Regions from separate parts of the Zea mays genome. Here region 1 is linked to region 2. The links are chromatin contacts, called in public Hi-C maps. All regions are on one chromosome and are shown on one strand. The core of a region is the stretch at or near the end of the contact, and the rest is flanking DNA. Distances in the headings are between cores, read along the strand shown. Region 1 holds the start of LOC100384794. Region 2 holds the start of LOC103632784 (S-adenosylmethionine decarboxylase proenzyme).

Evidence for each region. Hi-C and Micro-C count contacts between places; a contact is called where the count stands out from the background.
Region 1: a contact with region 2 is called in a Hi-C map of leaf, with 5 times the contacts expected there. The contact joins the promoter of LOC100384794 here to the promoter of LOC103632784 in region 2. A contact is called at or near these places in 3 of 25 Hi-C or Micro-C datasets (leaf and tassel).

Annotation. Positions count from the first base shown.
Region 1 is chr7:123,448,817-123,455,761 of Zm-B73-REFERENCE-NAM-5.0, forward strand. LOC100384794 reads left to right here and starts at 2,394. Exons shown (of 13, transcript NM_001177240.2): 1 at 2,394-2,565; 2 at 2,665-2,817; 3 at 2,943-3,079; 4 at 3,176-3,325. The coding sequence starts at 2,481.
Region 2 is chr7:123,181,323-123,187,774 of Zm-B73-REFERENCE-NAM-5.0, forward strand. It overlaps LOC103632784 (S-adenosylmethionine decarboxylase proenzyme), which reads right to left and starts at 4,209. Exons shown (of 3, transcript XM_020541159.3): 1 at 4,051-4,209; 2 at 3,540-3,705; 3 at 1,655-3,424. The coding sequence starts at 3,228. The coding sequence ends at 2,050.

The DNA.
Region 1 (6,945 bases), core at 1,144-3,643, 270 kb after region 2:
TTCTAGATGAACAATGAGACATATATATTGAAGAATATGCTTGAGTTATGAGGGATAACGACTTTGACAGATGTCATCGTCAGGGGGAGCGAATGAGGGATGAGGGACAATCGCGAGACAATAAATGTCATATTCTATGCCCTGAAGGCGTGAGCTTGATGTGAACCTTTATGGAATTTTCTATCAAATATATAGATCCAGTCTATCGAACGCCATCGGTCAAATTGGCTTATTTATATTGATACGTGCACTTACCTCGTATATCCTAGAAGTGAGTAGAGGTAAAGTTCCTGAAATAGTCCTTGCAAAGATATGCAATCTGTTTGCTAAATCTTTAGGTGCATATACTTCCAGAAGAAGATGTTTTGCCTTATTGATACGGTTTTGCAAGGATCAGGGGGAGCACATTTCTAAAAGTTAGCCCTTGTAGAAGATTCGATAGAATCTAGATCCCAGAGGATCGAAATCTGTCCCGATGACAGTTGTTGTACTCTTTTTCCCTTGGTGAGTTTTCTTGAAGTTTCTCACATGAGGTTTTTAACGAGGCAACAAAGTGCAAATGCAATTTGTATCACCATGCACTCTTTCTCCACATTTTCCCACTGGGTTTTTCGGAGTTTTAACGAGGCATGTGTTGGTCGCGGTATTCGCCCAAGGGGGAGTGTTAAGTAACCCTAGTTAGGGTTATGTGGGCAAATACCTGCTTTGCCCCTGAGGGGTCTCACATCTCTATATAAGGAACCTGTACACCCCCTCATAATACAGAGAAGAGAAAGAGGCCAGAGGCCCAACCCTACATCCTGTGTCTCGTGTGTTTCACTGTCGTGCTTCTGGGAAGGGATACGAGTCTTCCACGACTTCTCGCGCCTAATCTACTGACGGGAGGGAAGGGTGCGGATCTGGTGATCCGTGGTAACGTAGTTCTCAACACCCTGCACATGATGGATGGTGTTCGAGTCTATGGAATACGCGCACAACGAAAACAAGAGCCTATCATTTTGGTTGGATCGGGATGTGCGGAGATGGGACGCCAGGTTTACCCCAACTAACACCAGGATCTCCCGATCCCGTAGGCCGGCCCCGTTCGCTCAGCGTCGTCTTCTTTTCTACAGGCGCCATGCCACTGCCCCTGCTTGCGTGGTCACAACAGTTTAGGCTTCATGGATCTAGCAAAAAGCCTGCATATGCACAACGGAAACGAGAGCCCGTCATTTTGGTTGGATCGGGACGTGCAGAGATGGGCCGCTAGGTTTACCCCAACTAACACCAGGATCTCCACTTCTCCCGATCCTGGAGGCCGGGCCCCGTTCGCTCATCGTCGTCTTCTTTTCTACGGGTGCCATGCCACTGCCCCTGTCACAACAGTTTAGGTTTCATGGATCTAGCAAAAGGAGGCCGCACGCCTTGGGCTGGATATCCAGTCAGGCTCGACTCGTCCGAGTTTGAACTGGCTTGTTAAGCTAACGAGTCACAGAATCAACTCGGTTTGGCTAGTTTAGCTCGTGAGTTATAGTAGAAAAACAATATGTATATATTAATCAATTTCTAGTTAATTTCAAACTAATTTAATAATATAAAATAGTAATTATACTTATAATTTCACAGAGCACAACAATGTAATACTAAATTAACACAACTCATCACTCAAATTCACTATCCATACATATGTTCATTAGTTTAACTCACAGTTATATTTGCATAGGTTAATTTAACACATAAACACAGTTCATCAATCATTAGTTTAACTCATGAGTCATAGACATCACACATACATATAACATGTTCATCAATTGTTACGTAGATAATATGTACCAGCCCTACCCACGCCCCACCAGGCCACCAGCCCACGAGCTCCACTGGGCGGGACGTACATGTGGCTCCACACGTCAGTGATGGTCACAGCAGTTCAGACATCGTGTATCGAGCAAAAGGAAGCCGCGCGCCCCACCGTTCCACAAAGCAGAGCTCCACTGGGCGGGACGTACATGTGGCCCCACACGTTAGGACACGTCCCTCTCCCGCAGGCCGCAGTCAGCCTTCTCCCGTGTAATGTAAGGGGGTGTTTGGGAACAAAGTTTTTCTGCAGTTTTGGAAGAATACTGCAGTATTCTCAAATACTGCAGTATTATATACATAATGGTGTTTGGCAAGCTGGGTAAAATCTCTGTTTTCAAAACTGAAGTATTGCAAATACTATAGTTGTTTTAAGGCATTCTAAACTTAGCTCTGGACCTCAGTTTTCAAAACTGCGGTATTATAAACTACGGTATTGTCATAACTAAAGTATAGTATAGTATTTCAAAAACTGTGGTTTTCAAAAACTTTGTTCCCAAACAGGGCCTAAGTGTGCAAGTGCAAGTGCAACCGCGAGCGCGACCTTTTCCCGTGGGCGCCTAGGAAAAACAGCCGTTTCCTGCGCCCGTCCCTCACCTTCACGTCGGCGACCGACCGGCAGACCGACAAACTCGAGGCAGGCCCCAATGGCGTTGGCTCGCCTCCGCCTCCTCGACCGCTACGGTCTCCTGTCGCCGGCGCTCTCTGCGACGGCGCTGCGGTCCTTGGGAGGTTGTTGCACTAGAGCCGTTCGACGGAATGCCGCTGCGGAATGGGGTTGACTGCTGACCGTGTCTCCCTTGACATTGGGGCTGTCGTTTCTCCCTACAGACCTGCGCGCGCTCTGCACGCTCTCCACCACGCTGCGGTCCGGCGCCGGCGAGGACGAGATCGAGCGCATCCGCCGCGAGTTCGATGACGCCAAGCGCAACTACCTCAGCATTCCCGCCGCCATCAAGGACATGCCCAAGATGAATCCGCAAGGTCGGGAAAAGGGAATCTCGATTGCCCATTCGCTTCCCTATCCTCCTACAGTCTTGCTTTACAGATCGGTTCTTCAGTCTCTTAACATTGCTGGCCTAGCGTTGGGACGCTGTCGCGGGTTTCAGGCATTTACGTCAACAAGAACGTCAAGCTGGACGACCTCCAGGTCTACGGCTTCGACTACGACTACACGCTGTCGCACTACTCCGAGCACCTGCAATGCCTTATCTACGATCTTGCCAAAAGGCACTTGGTCAATGAGGTTTGGTTCCTCTCTTTCTTGGGTGTCATCACATCTTTGCATGGATGACTGAATGCTGCCCTTGTGGTTTCTGAGCGGACCTGATGTTTTCTGCAGTTGAAGTATCCGGAGAGTTGCTTGCAGTACGAGTATGACCGCACCTTCCCCATCAGGGGTTTGTACTATGACAGACTTAAAGGGTGCCTACTCAAGCTTGATTTCTTCGGCTCTATTGAACCAGATGGTTGCTTCTTTGGGCGGCAAAGGGTAATATGCTCTCTCATTCATTGTTTCTCCTTTTTATCTCAACCACTCGCATCTAACTTAAATAACTATGCATGCTTTAGTTCCTTTACAAGATATATAATTATCATCTTGTTCGGTTGGCTTTAGTCCGTAGCGGCTTCTACTACTTCTACATTGTTTTGTCTCTATGGATTATGTTAGCAAAACCGGCAGACAAAACGAAGTAGATCAACCAACAAACCACAGAGCACGACACACATATTTACGTAGAAAACCCTTCAACGCGAAGGGAAAAACCACAGGCACCAGCAGACGAAACATTCACTATGATGTGGAGTGTTTACAGAACGCCATCCTTAGACGACGGTTTACAAGAGGAGTAATGATTGTGACGTAGCACCTCTGATTTCAAGTCGTTCGACTAATCGCGATTAGTCGGGCTGGTCGGTTTAGGGTAAGCGATTAGGGAACCCGACCCGATTAGGTGTTCTAGTCGACCTAGTCGTCCGACTAGGCCCGATAAATCGCTCGATCAGACAGTACTTAGCGACTAGGGTTTGTATGATGTAAAAAATTTGTAGGCCTTTTTTGGCGGGCGGTCCGGCTACAGGAGCTGAACCGTCAGAGGCGCCGTCGTGATATACCCTTGCACACGACGGTTTGTGTCTAATCTCCTCGATTCTTGGCGTCTTCATCTCCTTCCTTCTGCAGTTCTGGTTCTCTATCTCTAATTTCTTCTCTTCTCCTGTTGTCGTTCTCTGTCCTCCTGGCTCTTGGGTTTTGATCATTGGCGTCGACGCACTGCACAAGGCTCTTGCCTCCTGGTAAGTTGATCACCGGTGCACAGATTCAGTGACAGTCGATGTATTAAAAAACCTTGGCCCCAATTTGTCTTCCTCGGCGCGCAACGCAAGGCCCTAGATTCAGTGATAGTCATATTTACTTCTGTATTCTGTATTGTGTTCTGTCCTTCTATGTTTCTGACTCAGTTCATATTAGAGAATAGAGATTCTGTTCATATTGCCATCCTTGTTCATGTTGCCATCCTCTGAATCCTTATTCCTTTGATCAGTATTGCAGAATTCATGTCATGTTTACCCTACCCTTTATATATAGTTATATACCGTATATAGTTAATTAGTTATATACTATATACATATGTCTTGGATGAACAGGACGACTAGTATACGACCAGGTCGACCAGAGGTCGATTAGTCGACCTAATCGTCGATTAATCGAGATTAGTTGCCTAGTCGGACCCCTAGGTCGACTAGCTGGTCGCTCGACCAGAAAACAATGCGTAGCACAAAAAACCCTAATTACGCTTTGGCTCAAGCCTCTCGGTGACGGGCCTCCGCTCCGCTCACCAACACAGCCTCCATATGTAGAATTTGGATCACAAACTCAACAGATTACATCTGCAGCAATCCGAAAAACTGGCTTTAATCTGAAGCGAACAACCCCTATATGTATTGAGAAGTTTGCTAGCCTTGTTTTTTATGTTGTCTGGTTTACATGATTATTATTGGGTCAATTCATATGTAAAAATTTAGGCTCACACAATGTCATAGATTGCATGACAGTGGATGTTTGTTGATGTCATGAGGTGGCAGCCTAGGGCATGGAGGCCATAGGGATAGGCTCAGGGTTAGGATTAGTGGATAAATATTAGATTAGATAAGATTGCGTTAGTTACTTGAGATTAGATTAGACAAGATTGAGTTAGTTACTTGAGGGTCAAGTCTTCCTATTTATATAAGGATAGGTTGTACCTCCTTAAGGGGGAATCAATGAAGAAGAATTAGTCTTGGATCTCTCTAATAGTCTAGTCCCCCAGCCGACTTCGCCCGGCTATCTTCCCCGCGCTGTTTATCCCGTTATGAACTAGGATCCATAACATCTGGTATCATGAGTCAAAGATCCTTTCCCATGACTTCTGCTGCAGACCATCTCCGCCAGTGTTTTCAAGTCGTCCGACTAATCGCGATTAATCGCGATTAATCGGACTAGTCGGTGGACTGGAAACGATTAGGGCCACCAAGGCGATTAGTACAACTAGAATTATGGTCGTCCGACTAGTCGTCCGACTAGGGAGAGGACGACTAGTTTGGACATGCCTTTGTTGATGGCTATTGGGCTTTTGCAGCTGGGGTTTTTACTGGGCCACAATTTGCTTTGTGGGCTTTAGGGTTGACACTTGAGAATTAGACAAGCACCCCGGTAAAATATACTCCCGCTCACGCACAACCCCTCTAGGCCCTTCTCTCGCTCACGCACAACCGCCAGGGCACAAGGACCTGGAGCCGTCGTCGGGTGCCACCGTCGGGAGCCATCGAGATAGAGGCGCCGTCGCCCGATGGAGGAGCCGTCGGCCACATCCAAGACAGACCCGACTGCCGCCTCCGCCTACGAGTCCAAAGATAGAGCCGGAGTGTGGGACGTCGCCCAAGGAGGAACCGCCGTCCGTCTCCCCCTCTAACCCTATGCACCACTGCCGCCCAAGGAGCCACTGTCCTACCCTTACCTTGACCTTGTGCAGCACTACAGAGTCCTCTCCTAAGATGAGCACATCGTCTGATGGTCAGTACTCAGCCTTTGCTTTCCTCTCCTAAGATGACCAGCTCGACTAGGGTCGATTAGTTGACCTAGTCGACGACTAATCGCGACTAATCGACCCATCGGTCCCTATACGACTAGGTTCGACTAGACGACTTGAAAACATTGATCTCCGCACCTGGCGTGAGGAGCTTGTTCGTGCCAGGACAGATCTAGTGCAGGCCCGATCTGCTATCCTCTAGCTTCGTGATCTACTCGCAACAAAAGTGGAGTCTGACCACCGATCAGCGGTGGCAACGCGACTGCTGGCGGCCGCACGTGGCTTCCTGGCGTGGCGTCTAGTGCGGCAAGTTGCGGCAGCGGTGCGGCTGCAGGCAGTGGCTTGCTGTCTTCAGGCTGCAGCACACGGCTTCCTGGTGCGGCGTCAAGCACGACAAGTGGCAGCGGCGGTGCGGCTGCAGGCTACGGTCCGTCGTTCCATGGCACAACGACTTGCATCGATATCGCGTGTTGAGCAACACGCGTCACATGGGGCGACAATACCTTTGGTAGGGTTGGACGATCCTTCACTCTAGTTCACCGTCCTGATCCATAGTTTACGTTTTAGCGTTTAAACGACACTAAAACGACGTTTAAGCGACATTTTAATAACCATGATGTGGACAGCAAGAACACATCTGGTTGGGTGGTGCTGTCTCCACTGGAACTCGTGGCAGCTCAGGCCGTAGGACTGGCGAGCTGCCACGTCTTGGCCTTTGCAACCTGGACGGGGTTGTTCCCATGGGATCTAGGAGGACTAACCTTGGCATATGTTAGGTTATTTATTTTATTTGCAAATACATTAAAGCCGAGATGTAAAAGGCTTCTAATTAGGGTTGCACTTTCACGTGCAGATCAACTTAGATAACAAGGGTGTTGCCATGCACCCCATTACAACTCGAGGATGAGCTGTCTTCGAAGGGTGGAGGAATGTCATGGGGTGGTAGCCCAGGGCATGGAGGTCATAGGGATAGGCTCAGGGTTAGGATTAGTGGATGGATATTAGATTAGATAAGATTGAGTTAGTTACTTGAGATTAGATTAGA
Region 2 (6,452 bases), core at 2,959-5,458:
AGAGCTTGAGACTTATGTCTTGATACTTCTGAACTTGTGTTGATACTTCTGAACTTGTGTTGAGAACTTGTATATTAATGTTTGTATTGGATATTTATGTCTGTGACAATATCTATGATGTATATATGTGATATATGTGATGTATATTTTATTTGTTTGGATGGAATAGAAAAAACAAATTAAAAAGGTGTGTACTGGTCACTTTGCCGAGTGTTACACTCGACAAAGAGGTGGTTTATCGAGTGTCAGGGCCATAGCACTCGGCAAAGAACCAATACCTGGGCACCGATATAGCTTCTTTGCCGAGTGTGGTGACCCTGACACTCGACAAAGAGGCACGCTTTGCCGAGTGCCGTACAGAGCACTCGGCAAAGAACCTGACAAAGGGACCCGCTGACGGATTCTTTGCCGAGTGCTGGCCGGTAGACACTCGACAAAGAGGTAACTTCTTTGCCGAGTGTATTAGAAGACACTCGACAAAGGTAATTTCTTTGCCGAGTGTCACCTAGAACACTCGGCAAAGACACTGTCTCTGTCACCTCGACGCCATGACGGTCGCTTTTCTTTGCCGAGTGCCCGAGAAAAAGTACTCGGCAAAGAAGCCTTTATCGATGTACTGTTCATCGAGCCCTCTTTGCCGAGTGCGACACTCGGCAAATACTTTGCCGAGTGTTTTTCAGGCTTTGCCGAGTGCTTCAGGCACTTGGCAAAGCACCCGATTCCGCTAGTGTTTACAAATACAATGTTATTCATTTCTATAACATCAAAACTTAGTAGCTGAAATGAGCTTATGTAAGTATGTTTGTTCGTGTGGCTTCTGATAAAAGGTATTTCAATTATGAACCGACGAGTTAATTTATTATTCTGATCAATTGCAGTTGGTGTACCTGCTGTGGAACTCATCTCGGTTGACTTGGAGTAGGCTTCATATAAATCTTAGCATACCATTGCGAATTGTTGGTGGTCTTATTGGTGGACAAGAACTGTAGTCATTGATTGGCAATGAATGAATAATTCGTAGCAACCTAAAATTGTATGGCATGCTTAAATTTCTAGAGAGATGACATGTTCTATGTTTAAATTGTGTTGATTTTATTTGGTTTTTGTTGGTATTTAAAGTTTGGGATTTAATCTATATGAAATAAGCGAACAAACATAGTTATTCGGTTTTTGGGATACAATCCATATGAAATAAACTGACACACATTGGTTGATTGGGTTTAGGGATTTAGTCCCGCATGGGATTGGATGAATGGCTTGGATTCACCCAATCCATATATGAAAAAAAAAACAATTCAGAAAAATTCTATAGCTACCGAACAAAAACATGGTTGAGCCCGGGATTGCATCTTGCAAGGAAGCATAGCTCTCCTGCGTTATCATGGAAAACAAATCTTGAAAGCAATATTGCGCTAAGAGCTTCGCAGTGTAGGGCCATTGATTTTGGAAGCCAAATCTGACAGCTTTGTAATACTATCTCCAACAATTTATCTATACACATCCCTATATTAAAATTCAACTCTATGAGCAGTACAATTTACGTGCAAAACAATATTTTAGGTGACTATATAGGTAAACTGCTGGACACGGTCTTAAGACTCGAAGAAATACATTGCTGACTCCGACCCGCTCGCAACTCTTACACGGCATAACAGGAAAAACATATATATGCTGTGTTATAAACCTGTCCAACAAGAGTGTGAATCAAAACATTGACAAAACTTGGTGCTCATACTGAGACTATGTAACTAATTAAATAACACTGCTAGTGTTACGTTGATGAACAAGAATAATCTCATGTCGTGTTGATGGCTTCTGTTGAGAACAAGAATAACATCAGTCGTTGAAGACCCACTGACTAACAACAAAAATAATATCAAGCACTATGGCAGACGCAGATCCAGAGTACTTATTGAACAGGAAAAATATTAAGCAAACAAATTGCCGGTAGCCCAGCTAACTGCTTAACTGAAACCAAAAGAACAGAGAGACAGAGGTCTCAGACTTCTTCATAACTTAGGTGAAGAACCACCTAAGTTATCCAAATCTTTAAGCATCCAAATCTTTCTTCACCACCTTCTTCACCGCATTCCAGCAGCCAATACACATCTCGTCATTTGAGGCCATCTCCATTCCATCGCTGCTCCAGCCATCCGTCTGCAAGGTCGACCTTGGCGATACAGAGCCAGAGGGAACATCAGTAAAGCTCTGGTACATCAGCAGACCGCCACTAGGAAGCTCTTGCTCTACAGGATCACCGCACATGTAGGAATCGATGTCTGCACCCGTCGCCCATGATTTGGCGAACCCACGGCCACCAAAGATGGTAACTGCGACCGAGAAGTCCGAAGGAGAGAAGCCTGCCAGGACCCTCCTGATCACATCGCTGTAGACCAGTGAGCTGGGGTCGAAGTTCATAGCTTCGTAGCTTGCGTAGCTGAAACCTTCCTCGGGTGTCACGTGGATGGTGGAGGCTGCAGGCCCTAAGACGCCATTCATCGAGTACCCACAGGGGTCAAACTCGAAGTCACAGATCTCCATCTCGGGAATGATCTCATGAATCCCCGAGAGCTTCGTCATCTCTTTAGCTGAAGTGCAGCTGCCACCAGTGGAGTTCTTGAAGAACACAGCAGCTTTCTTAACGTCAAGCTCTGTCATGCACATCTCAAGCGTCACCATAGGACGCTCAGGCTCCTCTGTGGCGTAGTAGACATGCCACTTCTTGTTGGGCTTGAACGGTTCACCGATCAGGTAGGCATTGCCACCGGACTTGAGGTTACCAAAGAAAGCGTTCAGCACAGATACCTCCTCCGAGAAGCTGCGGTGTGGCGCGGGCTGCGCGCCGGGGAAGATGAAGGTCCCACGAGAGTACTTCGCAGAAAGAAGAGGCAGTGACAGCCCTGCAGCAAGCTCAAGGATGCGAGGAATGGCGAGCAGCAGCTTCGTCGTCCCACAGGTCTTCAGAACAACCTTGTGGGGATACACAAAGAGGCTGGACTCGGACAGAACATATGAGTCGAAGCTCTCGTTGGAGAGCTGTGACACTATGGTGCACCGTGCGAGATCCAGAAACGAGTCGATCTGCTCACGGGAGAGGGCGCGCAGGCCACGACCACAAGGGTCCTCAAAAACAGGCGCGTCAGAGAACGTGATCTCGAGGCGTTTCTCATAGCCCTCAAAGCCAATAGGGGAGGCAGGAGAAGAGACACAAGAATCTGCTGAAGACATCGCCACTGGATGACGTTGCAAGAAAGAGAGGATGAGAGAGGAAAAGGAGAGATGGGCAAGACAAGTTGGAATCTCAGAAGCAGAGGAAGGCAGCCAGAGCCAACGGAAAACTACCGACACAAGAGGAAAACTGAATTAAAATCCTACTCTACCGCGAATTGCATGTGAGGCGATATCAGGATGGCTGGCGGACGCACTGCAAAACAAAAGATCAAACAAATAACGAGCGTCAGTAACCAAAGCGTGGAACGTATCAATGAGAAGTAGATTTAGAACGGCATTGCTTGTACCGCAGGTTTTTTGGTTCTTACGTTGGAATAAGCAGCAGTCTGGAACTTCTTGATTCCTCCGGCTGGGCGAACGTCCTCGATCTTGTAGCCAAGGGGAGCTTCGTACATGAAATTACTACTACTACTACTAGACTTCTTGCCACCTTTCGACTCCATTAGAGCATCCACAAATGCAATCTCCTTGAACCTGTCGATCGAAAGAGAGTAAGTTCTCCTTCTTGGGCAGCAGAACAGCACAAACGATTAGCAGTTATCAGGATCCAAATTCTAAGGTAGCACAGACAAAATGTAAGTTTTCCTGACACCTCCGACAAACGGGGGCAGGAAGGCGATCTCAAACTCTCCCGACGAAAATCAAAAGCGCCCTCAAGAACCTAACCAAGATCTAAGCCAACGTACTACGATCTACCACAGACGAAACCGCCGGCCACTCCTCTCAGGACCCAACAGAGTCCTGGCGCACACAACGCAGGGCACGGCAGCAGGATGAGTAAACCGAGCGCAAGGAAGGACGAGAGGAAGGAAAACTCACGTTCGTCCAGAACGAGAACGGTGGCGGCTCCAAGACCAGCGGGCTCGTTGGAAGGACCGGCCGAGAGGAAGGAGGTGAGGGCTGCTGGTGCTCTGGGTTGGGCAGCTCGACGGCGGGGAGAAGGAATAGGTAGGGCGGCTCTTCTTGGGATGGGTGGAGACAGGAACGCCGAACGCTATTTATAGCGGCCAGCGGGCGTGAGGGCGCCCGGGGCCAGGGCCACGGCCCGCGCCAACGAGCTGGCTGGCCCAAACGGTAAACGCTAATCTGGTCGAGTCCACTGTAAAGTTCGATGCACGTGGAGAAAGTTTATTGAGGAAAGAAATAAATGGAATTCGTTGATGACTAGAGAGCGTGCTTTGTATAGTCGCATCTGATATTATACGCATAAAGTACCATGTCATTTTCACGACATCTTAAAGCAAAGTCTTAGAGTTAAAAACTAATATAAAACATAAAAATAGAACGATAAGTATCATTATAATATATAAAATCTGTATGACAAAATATCAGTATAATATTAATATTATATTGACGATATAAATATGTAATATTATTATAAATATGTTGACTAAATAGAATGAACTGATGTCGAACAAACATTATAGTATCACAAAAATTATTTTTAAAGAATCAATATAGAATTCTGAATGTTAGGCAAATATATTGCGTTAATCTAAACTTTTTTAGCGACATTGATGCATCTGTTATATGTTTGTAGTGATGGTATATCAGTATTAATTACACTTATAACTTAACAGGTCAATCACAAAGTTCCTCTAAACAATCTTTGGATCCTATGCACAAGATATAATAGAACAAAATGCAATTTTTTTATTATGTAATTGGAATGTATGTTTGAACATGAAATAAATGTACTCCAATCACCCTAACAAATTTCATTCGTCGATCATTCCCGCACATGGTCATAACTTATAGAATGAGGTAGTTTTTATTAATCCTATAGAATAATGTTTCACCAACTATGTTATATATAATAGAAATCCTAGAATTTTTTTTAAATTGCTCAGAAGGTGGTACAAAAAACCCTTTTGAGTTCATTGGAGAATTAGTTTGAATTGTATGTCCCCACTTAAAAATATTCTATGTCCATCTAGAACGTTTCTTGTTGTAAATAATCTTATATTTCTTTGAGGTCATGATAGTCGCTTCTGCGAATATCTTGTATGGCATATGCTTACACTAATCTCGAGTGAGTGTAAAGTCGATGAAAGTCACATACTTCTTACCATGATCGACTATGAAAAGGACGTATCAATCGATGAATTTCCATGGCATAAGAATCTGCAAAATATCAACCATTAGGATTGCAAAGATGTGTCCTTTATAAATGCATTCGAAATGAACAGAGACTTACATATTTACAACCCGTGATATAATAGTTCATTGATGGCCAACAGTCAAATGTTTTCGCTAACTCTTCTATTGTAGTGTCCTCATGATACTTTGGAACTTTGCCAAAACCAGTTACTCTCTAGATAATTTATATATATATATATATTACTACATGAGGATTATATATAGATACCATATATTATTACGATATTGATAAGAAATAAACTTACACTGAAGCGCATGACAATATAATGCTTTCTAGCCCTTATCTTTTCACCTTTTGGCCTTTTTTCTTGATTGGCAAGAAGTGAAACAACCATGTCAAAACATTTTTGGGTCATATCTTGATTTATTTTGGATATTTCTTGCATATCTTTGAGAGATATTTCTATCTTAAAAGGGTTGAAACTTCGCACACATGTCATCATGTAATGTAGCATGACAAAGGTATATATCATATATCTATATAGTTAGTAGACATAAAATAGATAAAACTACGAGCACTTACTGTAATGTCGTATCGTCTTGGATTTTCATGATGCACATAGAACATTTATTAAATCGACTTTGGTCACTAGCATGTGCTTTGTGGAAAGACCACTCATTAAAAAGTCGTTGGTACACCCATCGATCGAGAATTTGGAACGAGTTCTTTTATCCCATTCATCAACAAATCGCATATCTAAGTCTGCTTGAGTAATGGGGCCAAACTCATCTTCCATCATTACTTCGCTATCATCAGGAACACGTAGTAGTTTCCTCTTCTTAGGATTTGTCGGACTATCTGATATTTGAACATCAGAGGGGCTTCCAGTGTCAGCTTCTTTTTCATATTTGTATAACAGACATCCTTTCTATTGTTCATGTCTGAAGATAGCAATATAGCAGCCATTTTTTCCTTAAGTATGACATGTCATCCTACAAATAAGAAACAATTTATTTGGTATTATATATTGCATTTATTGTAGATGTTCATATATGTCACATAGTAGTAATAATATACATGAGTAAAACTATCAGACAACTTATCCCATGTCCAGTATTCG